Linked DNA regions of Mus musculus: region 2 is linked to region 1. Evidence: chromatin contacts called from public Hi-C data. All regions are on one chromosome and are shown on one strand. Each heading gives the region's core, a stretch centred on a gene start, on an enhancer-like site or on the middle of the called end of the contact. The rest is flanking DNA. Distances are from core to core; before and after follow the strand shown.

Region 1 (3,171 bases), core at 384-2,883:
TAGTCAAGGGCATGGGAGAAGATTATGAAAAGCTAATTAGTAATGGTCTTACTTGGGACATAATGAGACTATCCAAACTTGGATTTTAGTGATGGCTACATAATTATTTAAATAAATTACAAACTTTGAATTATGCACTTAAAATAGGGAAATAGATATACAAATAATATTGTAATAGAACTCCTTACAAAGATCCTTTTAAATTTTTAATCCAAGACAAAAGGTTCAGCACTTAAAAGTTATGCATTCAAACAACATTAAATGATCCCAACCGGTTACATTTATATTCATTTGCCTTCATGTGTAATAATAATAGTTTAAAAAAAACATGAATTTCTTATGGACAAGAGGCAGGAGGACATAAGAAATATTTGGACAAGGAATGTAATTCCTTAATATTTATGATATAATTATGTTTTAATAAACTAAAAAAGAATATATCTATGTATACATATATACATTTATAGATATATATGTGCAACTTCCTGCTAGAAGGTATTAGCCATGGTGTTCCAGAGCTACCATATTCCTTTACATATTATACACATTCACCAAGCAAAATATAAAGCCTAAATGTCCTTTTGAAATTTCTAACCACCTCCTCAGAACCTTATCCTTCTCCTACCCAGAAGTCAAGTTAAAGCAAGCATGAAAATAAGCCTAAAGATGCCAAGGCTATAACTAGGTCTTGGGGTAGGAAGTGGAGTCTATGATGTCTGGTTTTCAACCTAAAGTTCAGTAGTTTTCCATGCTCGAGTACACTATCTTTCATGTTTTAATAGTTTATAGAACAGAACTTTGCTCACACAGTCTCCAACCTTGACTATTTCAACGATTTACTTAGTCTCAATATTGTTAAGTTATATTCAAATTTTCCTCTTCATTTGGAGATTAAAAAGTGGCCTTATTTTTCTACTCATTTTAGTTAGCATCCATAAATCACCTCCTTTATAACAATTACTAGCCCAGGTATTGAATCTAGCTAGTTCATTAATATGTTTTAAACATTACTAAACAGAAGCATTTCCTTCGCTCAAGACAATGCAAACGTGTCTATCAAGGTAAAACAGAGGTGTTAACTTAATTAAATAATTTAAGTTGTCAGCCATGCAAACAAAGCAAAGGATTTGGGGGTGAGATAACCCAGTGTGATATAGACAGCTACATATGACGATATCTCCCCAGCAATGCCATTCTTATTGTTCGAGCCCTATGTCTTGTGTACACAGTAGAGCATAAGTAATCCAGAGAGAATGGTGAAGGGAGCATATTTTCCAAATGGTACATGATTTTCCAAAAATATGCTGCAGCTAAAATCTCACTCGCATCAAGAGAGGAATAGAGAACACACTGAGCCACCGCTCCGTCCCTTGACTTCCTTTGTGCTCCAAGATTTACCTTGACCATTCCCTTCCTCATTCGGCTGGCTTCAATTACTGCTAGCTTTAGCTTCAGCAGACAACAAAGCATTGAAAACTCAGTTTTCCATTCTTCAAAGTGAGTTACTAGAAAAAGTTAAATGCAAGGCAACAAAGGGCATTTAATCATCAGGATCGCGCCCCTTGCTGTGGTGAAACCACACAGCTTGGCTCCCTTCCAAGGCTAGAATTAATGAATGAGCAAGATTCTCCTGGAAAGCCTGTAACTACTGCCTGCTTAGCCCAGTGAGCCTGCCCCTTTATTGCTTTTGGCATGTCTGCCTGTTACTAATGGATCGGCTCCCCTTGAGAATACACGCGCGTATTCTCACACACACACACACACACACACACACACACACACAGAGAGAGAGAGAGAGAGAGAGAGAGAGAGAGGGAGAGAGAGAGAGAGAGAAAGACAGACAGACACAAAGACAGAGAAACACAGAGACAGTGAGACAAAAACAGACAGAGGCAGACAGAGACAGACAACAGAGACAGAAACAGACAGAGACAGAGAAGAGGCAATACATTAAAAATCCATATTTGTTTCTTCCCTTCATTTTGTAAGAGACTTTCAGGGACTTCCTGTTGCTGAGATAAAAAAGAGTTGGGCATTAACAAGAATACAGCAATTTCTCCTGCTCTCTTTGTTGTCTCTGGAGTACTTGGAACTGTTTTTGTCTTGGACTATAGAGGCTCAGACACCCAATCTTTCCCAAATTTGGACCTCAGTAGTCCCTGTAAATGACCATCATGGACCCCTCTGCCTATTTCATCCATTTCAAAAAGGATGGTCATGTAAATACAGATTGGCTTTTATTTTAGAACTCCCATCTGGAGCACTCCACCTCTCTGGTTCCTATAATGTAAAACAGGTCTGACCCTGCACAGTGACTTGTCTTAGCTGCCATCCAATATCATGCCCTTCTTATGTAAATGTAATTGCAATTTCCTTGTGGAGAGCTCCCTCTTCCCTGTCTAAACATGATTTTACAACTTTAATCGAGTCACTCTGCCCACTGTCAGCCAAAGGACAAGCATAGGACATATCCAGGGAACACAAATGTGCTCCCCAAAATATTGATCTGTGGCAGAATTACGAAAAGTATTAGGCACAGTTAGGTTTCATTCTCTGAGGTAGAAAAGTATTAAGGCAAAGGTATTTCATCAGTTCCTAATGTAAGGAAATCACACTCTGTTCTCACAGCCTCCAACACACACACACACACACACACACACACATCTGTGCAGGCCAAGTCCTCCACTCCCCTTTATAGTCCACAAACAACTTTATTCCTTCCAATAAATTACCTCTTTGCATAAGTTAACCAGAGTCAGTTTCTGTTATATGAAACCAAACAGCTGCATAATAAGCTCAATTTTTCTTAGTTTAATAAAGCTAACTTAAGGATGTACTAACAATGTGGTCCCTGAAGATAGGCTAGGCTCCCACTCCACCAAGAGCACTTTAATAATAAATGCATCTATGTACCTTAGACAACTTTGCAGAGTTTTTTAGCTCCCTTTTCTCCTAGCTTCCTTTCTTCCTCCCTCCTTTCTACATACATACATACATACATACATACATACATACATACATACATACGTATATGTAGAGAGGAAGAAACAACGTATCACACAAAATAAATGCACAACAATGTCATCTCACTCTTGCTCATAACTGAAATGCAGACAACTAAAATGCAAAGATTAACTGAAGGACAATGTAAAATGACTTTCGTTTTCTGGC
Region 2 (3,005 bases), core at 131-2,630, 200 kb before region 1:
TTGTATTATCTGTACTCATAAAGGTCAACCATTGGATATGATTTAACTTATCAACATTTTCCTCTGTGTGGTTCACATCCACGCCTTCAAAGGATAAGCCAATGATATCTATTCGTGGTCTACAGAGAGGAAAGTGAAGTTAACTTACATCCAAGAAGAAAGCATGATCAGGACCTTAAATGTTCCTCCGAGGATTGTAAATGTTGGAAGAGTGGCAGCCAGTGTCAGGATCTATTGGGAATCTTAGGAACTTATAGAAGTTAGGTCACTAGGAAGGCCACCTTAAATAAGATGTTAGGACCACAGGCGTCTCTCTTTGATCTTGGCTTTCAGGAAGGAACCAGCCTTGCTGTTCCATATGCTCCATACCATAATATTAGGCCTCAACATTTCCTCCAAATGGTGGAGTCCAGTGACCACCAAATGAAGTCTCTCAAGCAGTGAGCCAAAATAAATCATTTCCCCTTTCAGTTACTTTCTCTGTTATTATGTCATAATGTAACAGTAACACCGAGCTACAAGTTGGGTTTGCCATCTCAACATAAGTAATTACTGCTAGAGATGTGCATTGGCAGTTCAGGGGTGAGTATGAGGTCTATTTGAGAAAAGAGTGAAGTACAAGAACAACTAATTTGATGTTTTTGGTCTCACTGTGGAGAAGGTACAAAAAGTCTACCCTAGAGCTACAAGGTCACACAGGGTCACTTCATGGGGGAGGTTTCAATCCTAAGTCACTCCGTGCTAAGTTGGAGTGGGAAGATTTTGAAATATGATGCACTTCATTTTCTCTTCACCTGCCATTCTTCTTATGAGAGGCATAGATGTGGAAGATTATAGGAACAGAAGTAAGTCAGCACATTCCCCAGTTGTCTGCTCCACTGTCCTGAAAGTTTGCTAAGGGACGGCTTGTGGGTCTCACCTGAAAGTAGCAGCCCCATTCCTGACAGTGTTTTGACTTGATGCATGCTGGCTTCTGAAACTACTGGCTCGAGGTGGTAACAGACCTGTGGTGCCAATATCTGAGGAATACTCTGCCATCAATGCTCACTTATGCCAGGCTCCACTCAGCCCCTTCTTATAACCTATCCTGAGAATGCCACTTGCCTACTGGTGGTTCTTGCTTAAACAGCAAGAGTCCTTGTTTCCTTTTATTTATAATAATGCTTTCTGTTAATCATTACCTCGCTGAAAGTGGATACTTCTGTGAACTCTTCTGTCCTTACCTGTGCTGAAAAAGAAATTAGCCTTACCAGACTCCATGGAAGTCCGATTTAATGAAGGTTACTGAGCAACTCAAAAAACCAGAGTCTCCTGCCCTGGGCTCTCTGCAAGATAAGTGCAGCTGAGAGCTGGCTGGTTTCCAAAGCACTGTGTTAAAGGCCTGGCTTCTCTCTCTGAGGCCTTTCCCAACATCTGTGACTGTAACACATGTGAACGATCTGAGCGTTGCCAGTGTATTTCCTGGCAGGCACAGCACGTGTCAGCTTTATTGCTCATTCAGACTAGGGAATTGAATTGAATGTAACAAATGCTTATTAAAGCACAATTTTGTGTTGGTGTGCTATAGAGAATAACATCTATTGTTATCAAGACAAAAACAACCCTTGAAATTTAAAAGGTATTTCAAATTTTAATAGGAGTTATTAATTGTTATGTTCTATATTTCCCGAACCTTTACATCTACCCATTGTTTCATACCATTTAATTGTTGCAACAATGCTTTTGGGAAACAATTATTTCCATTTTCTTAATTGGAAAACACTGAGACTCAAACATAAAACATGTAATAAGGGAGAACAGTGAGGATTTGGATCTAGTTATGCATGCGAAAAAGCAAGTTCAGCCACTTAATCGTTCAGAAAGCTGGTAACTGCAGCCCAGCTTCCAGCCAGCTCAAAGAACTGATCTTTCAATGGTAGACATCAATCTAATCACAGTGAGTGTCTTCCTCTTTTGAGCAGCTGCCAGAATATAAACAAAGTCATACCATATTATTTCTGCCCTGGGAACCAAGAGATGCTGTCAGGCAGGCAGGAGACATTCACCTTCTGTGAGCCTGGCAAGTCACATGTTTTCTCACACTGACTGGAACTCGGACACAGTGAAATGAAGAGTTCTACAAAACCCAGCATGCTTTCTTCCAAGTAGAAATGCCCAGAAATCTTCCAACTGTACAGTTTTATTGCAGTGCAGAATTGGCTATGAACAGACTTTGAAACTCACGACTCTTTAAATACAGTAGGAAAACTTGACAGTTAGGGGAGAGAAATGATTTCATCAGTTAAACAAAAAAATCTTTCACTAACAAGTCTAATCATCTGGTTCATTAATTTTATTTCAGGTTGTTACAAAGGCACATTTCTTTTCTATTATCACATATTACTACTGTGTGTTTCTTGCTTTCATACTCCATGACAGAGAAATTAAGATGCAGGCATGCATTTCCTGCTTAAGAAAGAGGATACTCATTCAATTAAATAATTAACACTGCAATAAAGCTACTGCTGTCTTTGTCCCTGGCCAAAGACCTAGGAAAGACTGGGAACTACGAATTGCTACCCCTTTCTGACAAAGGACTTTGGTTGTGTAAGCATCTTTTATTCAATGGTTAATCATGAAAATTCATTCTAACAAGGAAAAGCCTCAAAAGACCTCTTTTACACTATATTTTTTAAAAAAATATGACACATACTTTGGCCTTTAGCCTGGATGATCTTATTATTTACATCTGAGAAAAAAATGAAATTTCAACTCAAACTGAATATAAATTCTTAACAGGATTTCTCAGAGTAGTACACAGATTGCCTATAGTTATGCTTTTCTAAGGTGAAATTTTCCTTGAATGGCCCATATAAGTGGTAGACAGGGCAAAGCACAGGCACAATTCAAAACCAACAAGAAAGAAAATCCTTTTCTGTATGTGCCTGTTTACATGGTGACCCAACACTTCAACAATATCAAGAATGTATAGTGTGTCTTCTTTTGGATTTGAGTTATCTCACTTT

What was found. Hi-C and Micro-C count contacts between places; a contact is called where the count stands out from the background.
Region 2: a contact with region 1 is called in a Hi-C map of the N1E-115 cell line, with 1.9 times the contacts expected there. The contact joins two enhancer-like sites. A contact is called at or near these places in 5 of 484 Hi-C or Micro-C datasets (the N1E-115 cell line, beige adipocytes, embryonic stem cells and 2 more).

What each region holds. Positions count from the first base shown.
Region 1 is chr15:56,076,398-56,079,568 of GRCm38.p6, reverse strand. No RefSeq gene overlaps it. Among named protein-coding and RNA genes, the nearest start is that of Gm46516, 150 kb to the right of the region's middle. Within about 2 kb of position 1,633, at least 42 of the 459 cell types and tissues checked have an H3K27ac peak or open chromatin away from gene starts, as enhancers often do. A contact at or near this core is called in the N1E-115 cell line, where this site is marked.
Region 2 is chr15:56,277,171-56,280,175 of GRCm38.p6, reverse strand. No RefSeq gene overlaps it. Among named protein-coding and RNA genes, the nearest start is that of Gm41326, 130 kb to the left of the region's middle. Within about 2 kb of position 1,380, at least 66 of the 459 cell types and tissues checked have an H3K27ac peak or open chromatin away from gene starts, as enhancers often do. A contact at or near this core is called in the N1E-115 cell line, where this site is marked.